Regions from separate parts of the Gossypium hirsutum genome. Here region 2 is linked to region 1. A link is a contact called in public Hi-C data. All regions are on one chromosome and are shown on one strand. The core of a region is the stretch at or near the end of the contact, and the rest is flanking DNA. Distances in the headings are between cores, read along the strand shown.

What was found. A called contact is a pair of places that touch in the nucleus more often than the background predicts.
Region 2: a Hi-C map of leaf shows a contact between it and region 1, with 2.6 times the contacts expected there. The contact joins the promoter of LOC107913635 here to the promoter of LOC121223092 in region 1. A contact is called at or near these places in 3 of 34 Hi-C or Micro-C datasets (all in leaf).

The regions. Positions count from the first base shown.
Region 1 is chrD11:51,290,011-51,296,478 of Gossypium_hirsutum_v2.1, reverse strand. It overlaps LOC121223092 (cationic amino acid transporter 2, vacuolar), which reads left to right and starts at 3,366. Exons shown (of 14, transcript XM_041104087.1): 1 at 3,366-3,872; 2 at 4,474-4,675; 3 at 4,833-4,917; 4 at 5,083-5,223; 5 at 5,337-5,455; 6 at 5,535-5,631; 7 at 5,714-5,886; 8 at 5,980-6,046; 9 at 6,360-6,468. The coding sequence starts at 3,713. It overlaps LOC107904096, which reads right to left and starts at 1,834. Exons shown (of 4, transcript XM_041104088.1): 1 at 1,597-1,834; 2 at 1,374-1,438.
Region 2 is chrD11:51,479,739-51,486,206 of Gossypium_hirsutum_v2.1, reverse strand. LOC107913635 (histone-lysine N-methyltransferase SUVR3) reads left to right here and starts at 3,168. Exons shown (of 2, transcript XM_016842283.2): 1 at 3,168-4,003; 2 at 5,097-5,667. The coding sequence starts at 3,304. The coding sequence ends at 5,485. LOC107911187 reads left to right here. Exons shown (of 5, transcript XM_016839067.2): 3 at 1-71; 4 at 408-599; 5 at 935-1,796. The coding sequence ends at 1,796.

The DNA of each region.
Region 1 (6,468 bases), core at 2,117-4,616:
TATTAGTTTAAGAGCTGTGAATTGCAATCTTAATCAACCTCATGTTCTGCATGGCATAGAAAAAGGAACTGCATAGCAAAAGTAATCCATATATCTTTACATACAAGAGGTATCTGCGTGTGTGCACATGCACATACATATTTAACATTATAAAGAAAACAATATAGTTCATGATGAATAAATAAAAAACAGGGCAAGTTCCATATTCATTAGGTGCAATGTGAGCAGATTCATGATATAAAAAACAGAATAAGGTGAACAGATTCAGTAGGCGTAATGGACCACAAAACATAACTAAATTTTTGGGTTTCAAGGTTAAATAGCACTGGCAGCCACTATTGGTTGTAGCTGTACCGTCCATCGCCGCTAAAGAACTCAATAGCAATGTTAACAAATTTCACATCAGGGACCGCAGACGCTAATAATAGTATAAAAGAAAATAGTGTTGATAGCATTCCACTATGTTTGTAAACCGATACCATTTAAAATATTGGATCAAAGAGAGTAACAAGTGATAGGATCAAAAACGAAAAATCAAATATAGCAGAGTGAGTGCAGAGGCAGAGAGTAGATAACATTAACCGAGCCCTAACTCAAAATCTGATGACTAAGTTTCAAAATTTACCTTAATTAACATTATGCTATTTGGTTTGATCTGTCGGAAGCTTGAAGACAGAGACTGGAGGAGGAGGAGAATTGGGTAAGACTGAGCTAGAGTTGTTGTGAGAAGCTTGGTTTCAGGAATTTTAGGAGAGACTTTAGGAAATATAATTTTACTACTTCTATGAATCTATACCCATGTAAATCATCGATGTGTTTTCTTCGAAATAAGCAGGACTAATTTCAAAATGCATGAATAAACCCCTCCTAATTTTTTTCATCCAATTAAATCTCTAAACTAAAAGAAATTGACTAAATAAGCATTTTGACCGATATTGACTGTGAAAAAAAGACAATAACAACAATAACAGAGATAATCCATGAACACAAACGGAAAACATCAACTTAATAAAGAAAACATCAACTCATCTATATATTGAAATCACAAGCCATTCGGAAACATCAACTTAATACAGAAAACAAATGCATAAAACCAAAACATGAACTCCATGTTAACATTAGGAAATTTCAAGAAATGCAAATAAACAACTCATCTATATATTGAAATCACAAGCCATTCGGAAAATAATAGAATCAGTCAAACATGCAATACAATAAACAAGTATAGAACCACATTGAAAAACTTTTCATCTGTTCAGTCGAACATGCAATAGAAACAGTCAAAGAAAAGCCCAATGGAACTCATAAGAAAAGAATCAATATTTAGGAGAACAAAAACAAATTTTGCTGATTTGAGCCAAAAGAAAACTAACCTGTAAAATAAAGCGGGGAAGAGTGCGAGTTGCTAAAAGAGTGATGGTAACGACCTGTCAGGCTGCTGTAGAGTTAGGAGTAGAAAGAAAAGGGGAATCAATTTTAAGGAAAGAGTGAAAATACCTCTGGAAATCGGTTTTTCGTTCTTGATAAAATGAAGAAAATAAAAGAAACGAACGAGAAGAACCGATGGTAGAACCGATGGAAGGGAAAAGAAATTACCCCTGGAAGGGAAACGTGGGAGAATCGGAAGCTTGATGAGGACAAAAAATGGAATAGAAAAGATGAAATGCGGGCGGAATCCCTAATCGGCGCTGAGGGGTGTAATGGCTATTACGGGAAATGGAGGTAATAGGGGCGGAGCCGATTCGGGCTGTAATAACATTACAGCCAACCAAACGCCTGTTTGGTTGTGGGTCCGCGGAATAGGGGGGGAATGCATGCCTATTCCCCCAACCAAATGCCCCCTAAAAGTTAATATCACGTTTTATCTGACTCCGTCCATGGATTTTGATTTTTCTGTCTTTCTTTTTTAAACATTCTAAAATTATATATAAACTTTTTGTACATTTAAATCTATTATTTTTCTATGCTTTTAATTTGCTACTAAAAATTATGAAACATACAATTTATATAAAAATAATATTATACTTGTCAAAAAAAAGAGTTAAGCCATACAAATTAATAAAACACATTTTCTCCTTGACTCTGTCTATGTATCTTGATTTTTTTTTCTTAATTGGTAGGCTCATTCTCTAGATAATTTATATAAAAAAAATGAAATTATGTTCTAAAAAGTTTTAATTTTTTAAAGAAGCTATAATATATAAGTATTTTTAAATTAAAAGATGTATAGTTTACTAAAATGCTATTTTTAAAAATTAATAAAATTGTATCCATTTTATAATTTAATTTCTTTTATTGAGATAGGCTACTGATATGAACTTACAAAATATTAGATTTAATAATGCGAATTCATAGTAAATGCATGTGAAAAATTCTATTTAATATATATATATAGCGGTGGAGCTAGAAAATTATTTTTGGGAGGATAGAATTAAATTTTATCTTTTTATGATTGGTAAAAATATAATTTTACTATTTTAATAGTCTATATCTTTATAATTTTTAAAAAATTAAATCAAATTTTTATTATTTTTGAGGGAGCCAAAGTGTAATTTTATCATTATTAATTTAAAATTTTATAAATTATAAAAAAATTTCTATTTTAGGAGGGTCGGAGCCCTGCCAGGCCCTTAACTTTGCCACTATATATATATATTTAAAGTTTAAAATATAGATAATATCTTTCCTCTAAAAAAAGATAATACTTTATGAATTTGAAAATTTATTTTCAAAATTATATAGAGAAGATAATTATCTAATCTAATATTTATTTTTATTTAAGCACATATTTATTTTTTTGACGCAATGCTAGAATTATCTATAACTCCTCCTCAAACCATAAATACTTTTGTATTTTTTTACATTTATATTACCTTAAAATAAAAGAATTTGTTATAACTCCACCAAAATTCATTATTTGATAAATTTTAAAAGAAGACATCTTTAATATAAGATTTAATAAATTATTGTTATTTATTTAAAGGATAACAATTTATTTGGTCTTCAACTTTACAAAAAAATTATTTTATCTTTCTATTTAAAATTTCATCTCTTTTAGCTCATTTGTTAACTTTGTTAATATAACATACGCATAGATTACCATAACAGTCTATATATAAAAATTTTAAAAAATTATTAAAAAAAGTTTAAAAAATATTAAATTATTATTAAAGAATTATAAAAAAAATATTTTTAAAATTTTAAAATATTAATTACTTGCTACACTTGAACTTCTACGTGGATGTCACGTCAATAAAATAATAAAAATAAATAAATAACGTGGTATAGTAGTATTTTATTATCCTAAGAAAATCATTCTCGGGTAGCCCGATTATTGTTGGTTCCTAATCAATGGGCAACGGGCTGTTTCATTACTCTTTAAAAACTAAATTTTATCATTTCTTAGAAGCACCACCAAGTAAAAGCTTGAACAGAGAGAAAAAAAGTTTTTTCTCTCTTCTAAAACCGGCCTCTCTTGTTTCCCTTTCATCAACAATAAATAAGAAAATTCAAAGGTTTCTTTGAACCAAATTTATATATTGAAAGGGTTCAGGGGGCTGATATTAATGTTAATAGTTCTTTTTTTTTCTAGCTTTCTAGAAATTTATTGTTCATAAATTTGTTTTTTTTTCAAAAGCCAGGTTTGTGAAATACTATTAATTAAAAAGTTTATATTTGGGGGAAATTTGATAAAGTTGGTTGGAAATTCTTCATGGGTGTTTTGGTTGATTCCCAAAAGGAAGGGTTTGGATCTTCATGGGGTGGTTTAAAGAGTTTGGTAAGAAGAAAACAAGTAGATTCTGCTCATTCCAAGCGTTCTGGTCATCATCAGTTGGCTAAAGAGTTGACAGTTCCACATCTCATAGCAATTGGTATTATTTCATGTTTTATACTTCTTTTGGGGTAGTCTTTTGCCCAGGGGGGAAAGGGGAGGGAGAATTCAATATTGTTTTTAGTGGGGGGTGGGGGATCTGATCCTGAACTTTTTTTATGTGGTGTGTGTGTGTTTTATTTTTATTATCGGCTGTGTTGCTTAGCTGTTTTTCGGGGAAAATTATGATGGCCTTTTTTGTATTTTTGCTGTTCTTTTTTAAACTTCATAGCAGTCTGAACATTCGATTATCTGATCTATTTTTAGTTATTTTCTTTTTGGGAGAAATTTTGATGCGGATTTTATGTTTTTAGTTGTTTTATATTAAATTTTCAGGGTTCTATTTTTATTTTTGTATGATGGGTTCGGATCGTTATTCACAGTTTTGTTGTTAATTACCATTTTTTTAAAACTTATTTCCTCATATTGATTTGGGACTATTCTTGTTTTCGAGTTATGTGTGGTTTGATTTTATTTCTTCTAGCTGGGAGGGTTGCCTTGTTTTAGTTCTTTTTACTTTTAAGATTATGTTGTTTTTACCGGCTTTTATTTTTATATATACAATAGATAGCTTATTGTGAATTTTGGTGCTTTGTGATTAGGTGTTGGATCAACAATTGGAGCTGGAGTTTATATTCTTGTTGGAACAGTTGCGAGAGAGCATTCAGGGCCAGCTCTTGCCATTTCCTTTCTAATAGCTGGAATTGCTGCTGCACTCTCTGCTTTTTGCTATGCCGAGCTTGCTAGTCGTTGCCCGTCTGCTGGCAGTGCCTATCATTATTCATACATTTGTGTTGGTGAAGGGTAAATTGCAATTTGAAAATTTGATATTAGGATTTAACTTTAGAAGTTAAATGTTCCTTTGTTAGAAGGGGAAAAACAGTGGCTTTATTGGTACAATGTTGTTTCTCATGGATTTATCAGTTTCCAGCCTCTGATACAAGCAAATGTCATTTTGCAGTGTTGCCTGGTTGATTGGTTGGGCTCTGATACTGGAGTACACAATTGGTGGTGCAGCTGTTGCTCGTGGCATTTCACCTAATCTGGTTTGTGAATTTACTTGGTAGAACTTTTTTGACTTTTTTCCCGTTTGGCTGGGTTTGTTGGGTCGGGGATTGGAGGCAAGGTACTTGAGGTTTTTGTGTGTGGGAGCTGCATTATATTATTTTCTATTTATATTTCATTAATTATCTTTTGATATTTGCATCTAGGCTTTGCTTTTTGGGGGTGAAGATAGCCTACCTATTTTTCTATCTCGTCAATATATTCCTGGGCTTGATGTTGTGGTAGATCCATGTGCCGCAATTCTAGTTTTCATTGTGACAGGGCTCTTGTGTGTGGGAATCAAGGAGGTGCTGTCGATCTCCTATCGTTTTCCATTTCCATCTCCTTTTCCTTTTTAGGTGTGTGGGTGATGACCACTTTGATACCTTAAATTTAAAACCTCTATGCTCCTCTGATGCAGAGTACATTTGCACAAGGAATCGTCACCACTGCAAATGTATGTGCCATGATCTTTGTTATAGTGGCGGGAGGTTATCTGGGTTACAACACTGGATGGGCTGGATACAAACTTCCTACTGGGTAACTGGCATTTCATGCTTTATTTCCTTGCTGATATGATAGTGTTCAAAATTTGTTATGTAATGTTTTTATCCCATAGGTATTTTCCCTTTGGGGTGGATGGAATGCTTGCTGGGTCTGCGACAGTCTTCTTTGCATATATCGGATTTGATTCGGTTGCCAGTACTGCCGAGGAGGTATATGGTTTCTTATAGTAGTTTACTCCATATTGAAGTAGTCTTCCTAGTGATCTGAAATATTTGAAATCATGTATTGTAGGTGAAGAATCCCCAACGGGATTTGCCTTTGGGTATTGCAACAGCCCTCTCCATTTGTTGTGGATTGTACATGCTGGTCTCTATAGTGATTGTTGGTCTGGTCCCCTATTATGCAATGGATCCTGACACTCCCATCTCATCTGCTTTTGCTAGCCATGGGATGCAATGGGCAGCGTGAGTATTCATGGTGCATTCAAAGTGTTTATTTATTTGTCTTTTATTTTCTCAAGCCTTTTTACATGGGGAACCTTCATGTTCTGATTTCAGTTACATAATAACCATTGGAGCGGTTACTGCTCTTTGTTCAACATTAATGGGCTCACTTCTCCCTCAGGTATGAAACAAGTTTTATTGGTACCAGTACAACCATGTAAGATTTAATTACACTTGAGATCCCTTTCAGTTAGTATAGCATTTTGGATTCGATAAGGATTTCTTACTACTAATAAACTTGATAGCCAGATATGTTAAATGTAATGGTATGTCTAAACTAAATATTCAATGCTATGTCGTCTACACTTCTACTTACCTGCTTAGGGTCCTAATCTATAATTAATAAATTGCTAGCACTTAAATCCTACATGATGGATCTTAGATCTTAATTTTTTCTATTTTATGTTATTTGATTAATTAATTGTGTGTTTCAGCCTCGAATTCTTTTGGCAATGGCTAGAGATGGTTTGCTGCCATCCTTTTTTTCAGAAGTTAATAAAAGCAGCCAAGTTCCTATCAAGAGCACATTGGCAACTGGTCTAG
Region 2 (6,468 bases), core at 1,919-4,418, 190 kb before region 1:
CGGAAAAAGAATGAAGTTTTTCAGAATCAGAAGGATCGTTTCAAGAAAAGTATTGATAGCTGGAGTATCAGGTTTTTATCTCAAGGAGGCAAAGAAGTTTTCATTAAGGCCATACTTTAGGCTATTCCTACCTATTCAATGGCATGTTTTTTTATTACCCAAAGCTTGATGTAAAGAATTGGAGAGTATTGTCGCTAAATTTTGGTGGCAAAAATGAAAAGGCAATAGAGGGATTCATTGGTGTACGTGGAATAATCTATGTTCTTTAAAGGAATGTGGAGGTTTAGGTTTTCGAGATTTTAGCCAATTCAATATTGCGTTACTAGCTAAAAAAGGATGGCGTCTCATTAATTTTCCAGATTCATTATTAGCCAGAGTTCTTAAAGCAAAATATTTTCCGTTTCTAGTTTCTTATCTGCAGAATTGGAAACTTTACCTTCTTATACCTGGAAGAGTGTATGGGCAGCGAAAGGTCTTCTCCAAAAAGGGTTGAGTTGGAGGGTGGGCAGAGGGGATAGAATCTCCATTTGGGAAGATAGCTGGATTCAGGGGGTCGACAAAATTGGTGCACAAAATAGAACAGACAGAGGTGAATTAAAGTTAGTTTCGGATATTATCAATTTAACTAGCAGGAAATGGAGAAGGGATGTGATCAATAGTACATTTCAAGAGGAAATTGCTAAGAAAATTCTTTAGACTCCCCTAGCAGAGTTCGAACATGAGGACTTTCAGGTTTGGAAAGGGGAACTTTCTGGCGAGTTTTCGGTCCGCAGTGCCTATAAACTATTGATAATCGGGTCCCTAATGATTATTTATTACAGACCGAATTAAAAGAATTTTACAAGAAACTTTGGAGCTTACAGTTGCCCTCAAAAATTACATTTACAATCTGGCGAATTTCATGGGATTTTATTCTTAATTTTGCTAATCTTAGATACAGGAGGGTTACTGTCAATGATAGATGTCCTCGATGCTATTCGGCGGTTGAAGAAAGTGTCCATGTTTTTCGCGAATGCCCTCTGACAATTGAAGTTTGGCAACAGTTAAATCTTTCATGGGTTATGAATTATGCGAATCAAAATATATGGGAATGGCTTACCTGGGTCTTCAAGAGAAGCGACAACGGTCAATGTCTACTTTTCTGCTACGCTCTATGGATGTTATGGTACTCCAGAAATCAATTAGTACACGAGAGAAGAAATACAACAGGTAGAGATTTAGCACATAATATTCAAAGACATCTGGCAGAATTTGAAGGTTTAAAAAACTTGAAAAAGAGCGAAAGTATAAACAGAAGTTATAAAACACAAGAAGGCATACCGAGTACGAGAATCTATTTTAATGCAGCGTTCGACAGTAGAACTTTCAGTTCAGCGACAGGTTTGGTAGGGTGGGATTTGAGGGGAAACTTAATGGTGTTAAAGACGGTTATCCACAGAGATGTCCCCTCACCTTTTGCAGCAGAGGCTTATGCGTGCCTGAAAGGTGCAAAATTAGGGAGTTCACTTAGAATCCAATCAGTCAGACTCATGGGGGATTCAAAATCAGTTATAAAAAAATGTCAAGCAACTTCTACAGACAAGTCAGTTATCGGTGCCATTATCAGCGATATTCAGAAGAAGAAAGCAGATTTTCAAGAAGTTATTTTTCAGTTTATTCACAGATCGGAGAACACATATGCCCATAGATTAGCAAAGATCGCGCTCGAGAAAGAAGAAGATACTTATCTGATGGGAGAAGATCTGGAAGGTCACGCCTTCGCCTCGGCAGAAACTTGGCTTAAAGAACCAGAATGAAGGAGAAATGTGCAGATGAGTAATGAAAGTAGATAGCAAAATGAAAGTTAAAAGATTTTGGGGATAGCTATCGACAAGATGTTCTGGAGCATTGGAAATGACTAGTCATCAGAATTTATGGCTTCCAGACGTTTCTTGATTTGACGGGATGGTTTTTATTTATCTTATTTTATTTATCTTATTTTATTTTTGTTTGCGTCCTTCCATTTTCTGGAGAGTTTGTTGCTGGATTGGCCTTTAGGTTGTTTCTCTATTTTTTTTTTGTTTTTTCAGGTCTTGTCTTTACGATTTCATTTGGATTGGGCTTTATTGGGTCTGATTTTTGTTTATTTTTATTCTATTTTTTCAATTTAATAAAATCCCAGTCTTTATTTCAAAAAAAAATGATTTTAGTTTTGAGTCGCTCGATTCCTTTCTCATTCACATTTGTATTTTTTATTTCATGTTAAGCTTTTTATTAATTTTAATTAATTTTTTTAACATATTAGCTCATTTGGTTAAATAATTAAATGATAATGATTTTATCCTCGAGTCCCAATTTCAATTCCTCCTCTTCTAAACATATTTATAATTTATTTCATATTGTTTTAAGCTTTTTTATTATTTTTAATTAACATTTTTAACATATTAGCTCCCTTAGTTAAATAATTATGATTTTATCATTGAATCCCAAGTTCAATTTCTCCTCTTCTAAATACATTTGTAATTTTTAGTTTTATTTTTAATTAATAAATATATTGTTTTCAAATTTTTTTATTTTTAAAAAATTACAAATATATTTAGAAGAGGAGGAATTGAACTTGGGACTTAAACATAAAATCATTATTATTTAACTATTTAATCAAATGAGCTAATATGTTAAAAAAATTAATTAAAAATAATAAAAAATTTAAAATAACATGAAATAAAAAATACAAATGTGAGTAAGAGAGGAATCAAACAGGGGCGAAGCCAGATTAAATTGTAACTTTTACGATAGTAAAAATACAGTTTCACCATTTTAATAGCCACTATCTTTATAAATTCTAAAGGATTAAATCAAATTTTTATTTTTTTAGGGGCCGAAATATAATTTTACCTTTACTAATTTAAAATTTTAAAAACTTCAAGAAAACTTAAATGAAAATTTTTCAATCCCCTAATTTCGCCCCTGAAATCAAACCAAGGACTTAAGACAAAATTATTAACATTTAATTATTTAACTAAAGATATTAATTATATTAAAAAAAAGCAATTTAAAGATGGGTGTGCTTTGTTACCACCTGTATAGTTGGATGCTCTTTTACAGTTTCCCTCCGAAATCAATTTATTTTCTATATTTTTTTACTTTTTACATATATAGCTAATTTAGACGATTTCCCCACATATGCTGTGATATATATATATTGTATATTTTTTGAAAGGTGATTAACTTTTAGGTTCAAATTAAAAAAAAAAAATCCAATTAAACAATCCGAAAGTCTATAATTCATTACAGGAGTGAAGCTGATGAGATCGATGGTTTTCCATGTTGCCGCCATCACCCAAAAAACCCCCCCAAAACAAACTAGGCTTGAGCCATGCTTTCTTGCAATGCGCAGACCTTATCCTTCCATGGCTAACCCCTCAAGAACTGGCTAATGTCTCCCTCACCTGCAAAACCCTTCACCGAGCCGCCCACTCCATCACTCTCTACCGCTCCCTTGACGCTTCAAGATCTTTTGAAAACTTTCCCATCTCATTTCACAACACCGTCGATCAATACCCTTATGCCTATTTCTTCTATACCCCTTCTCAAATAATCCCCTCTTCTTCTTCTTCTTCTTCTTTAAACCGCCAATTTTGGGGGCCCAACTCGTCGCAAACTCTGGTCCTTCCCGACTCAGGCTCGTCGGATGCTGAAATGGGTTGTACTCTTGACTCAATGGATCTCCTCGGGGGGAGCTGGGTGAGTGTGATGGACGAGTCAGGGTGTGAGTGTGAGAGGTGTGAAAAAGTGAGCGAAGACAATGTGATTGGATGTCCGTGCATGGAATTGGAAGGGGACGAGGGGATGGGGATAAGGAGTGAGTGTGGACCGAGTTGCGGCTGCCGTTTGGAGTGTGGGAATCGGTTGAGTCAGAGAGGAATACAAGTTCAATTGAAGATTGTGAAGGATGTAAGAAAAGGGTGGGGATTATATGCTGCTCAGTGGATTCAGCAAGGCCAGTTCATCTGTGAGTATTCAGGTACTTCATTTCAACACTTAACCTCCATTTTTTCTCTAAAATTAATCTTTTATTGAATGTTTGAAACTGTTGTGGTTATTTACTTTTTAGTATCTTTGTCTGATAAATTTAGTTAGCCTTTCCTTCCCTTTTTTCGTTAATTTCCATCGGAAAATGAACTTTGAAGATATATGTGTGCACAACATTGAGAGAACACCATCACAAATTAATGATGCAGGCCAGGTAATATTTCTGCTCTAGCAATTAGCTTTTTGCTTCGAGTCACCGATGTGTAACAACTTGGCACCTTTAGCAAAATTGGGGCCGTCACTCATTTCTGATCAGCTGATGTTTGCCTTGCATCTATTCCTTTCTGCTTTCTAGCTGTTGCTGTCTTGTCCACTAATCCAGCTAGCTTCCTGGTTCTCCCCAACCCAACACCCAAGAGGGGTTTCCCATGCTATTCTGCTTTGTGATTAGCTCATGTTCGTTTTGCTTTTTGTTCTTACTATAGTAAATCTTTAACAGTCCAGCTAGCTTTCTCCCTGTTCCCCCATGCTATTTGGCTTTGTGTCGCCAATTGATGACAACTTGGCATATTTAGCAAAATGCCAGCTGTCTTTCCTTATTATCTGACTGATGTTTACCTTGTATCAAGACTCATTTTCTTCTCTCTAGCAGTTACCGTTGTCTTGTCCTTGCTTTTGTAGTTCTTACCATTGAAAGTCCTGAGCAATCCAGCTAGCTTTCTCCCCATTTCCTCCTAGCATCAACTCGTTTCTGCTCACTGGTTGTCACCATCTTCTTGTCCTTTCTTTGTGGTTCTTACTGTTGTACAACTTTCATGTGTCTTTTCCTTGCCAAATACAAATCCATCTCGGTCTGGTTGTAATTAATGCTGCTACGTAAGGTTTTTGCAAACTTCTTGAAGAAATGCCGAGGGCTTGAATGATAATTCATTCACCAAAGCATCAGGGAAACATGCTGTCTCAAAGAAATTGCTTTAGATATATTTCGATGAAAGTAATTTCTTTTATTGTTTCTCATGTGCGATGCATAATTGTGTGGAGATTAGCCCTTAAAATGCTGTTAAATTTGCAATCTACTTTGATAGGTGAGCTGTTAACAACCAAAGAAGCTAGGAGGAGGCAACAAATCTACGATAAACTTGCTTCAGATGACCACTTTTCGTCTGCTCTTCTTGTTGTTAGGGAACATCTTCCATCTGGGAATGCATGCTTGCGAATTAACATAGATGCCACAAGAGCTGGAAATTTTGCTCGCTTCATTAACCATTCATGTGACGGTGGTAATCTATCAACAGTACTTGTAAGAAGTTCAGGAGCTCTTTTGCCTCGTCTTTGTTTCTTTGCTTCGAAAGACATAAAAGAAGGCGAGGAGCTCACTTTTAGCTATGGGGAAATTAGGGTTCAGCCTAAGGGCTCGAAATGTTTTTGCGGTAGCTTTTCTTGTCTCGGAACATTACCTTCAGAACATACTTGAAAGCCAACCTCAAAGATGTCATCAACCAAGAGTCGTTTCTCCACAAGTGACTGGTAATGCTCGTAGACGGCTAGACAACCGGTTAGAACCCTTTACTCAAACTTTCGTTTCTTAGTGTACATGAAGAACAACTTCGATTTCGTTTTCAATCTGATATCCGTTTGAATTCATTGTTTTAAAAACCTTGAAATTAACTCTAAACCAATATTGTTTTTGGGTACAAAAGATGCCTCATCCCATAGATAGAAAATGGTTGCAGTTCTCGAGATCAAAAATAATTCCTAAAAAATAAACTTGCAGATAGTAATCGATAATAATTCTATTTCTTAAACAAAACAAAGATGAGGGGGATTATTTAAGAAAACTAAAATTAAAATTTAGCAAAAAAAAAAAAGAAAGTGATAATCAAAAGTTGAGTAGCTTTAAAACTCGTGCTCAGCGTTTACCCCTTTAATGGATTTATAAAACGTGAAAGATTAATCATTGGGTTTGCTAATAGTTGACGTCGCGCTTGGCAATCAATTTTTCCTTACCGTTTCGATAATCAAGGGGTATTTTGTTTGAAATTATTTCCTTTACCAATAAGCAACCTTATAACTTTGTGCCTATAATTTAGCTTAATGGTAGCATTAAGATTGAGAGAAGTCTAGTTCTAACCAACAAACAAATACAAGTGGGGTTTATTTAAGTTGGATCACATGCTCGCACAACATAGAATGCATATCTCTTCATACCTATCTATGTTACACAAGTACTAGAATCAATTAAGCAATTATGGATTTAACAATTCTAATTAACAAGGCAAATATTCTAAGCAATTGTATATGAACTCTATATTCATTAAACCCAAATATTCATAATTAAACCAGAAGATATACAAATACTAAATTACAATTAGATTTGACAAACTTTAAAATTCATTTAAATAGAAAAGAGATTTTACCAATCCATAAAATAAGAAAAACGCAAAAAGCAATAAGTTG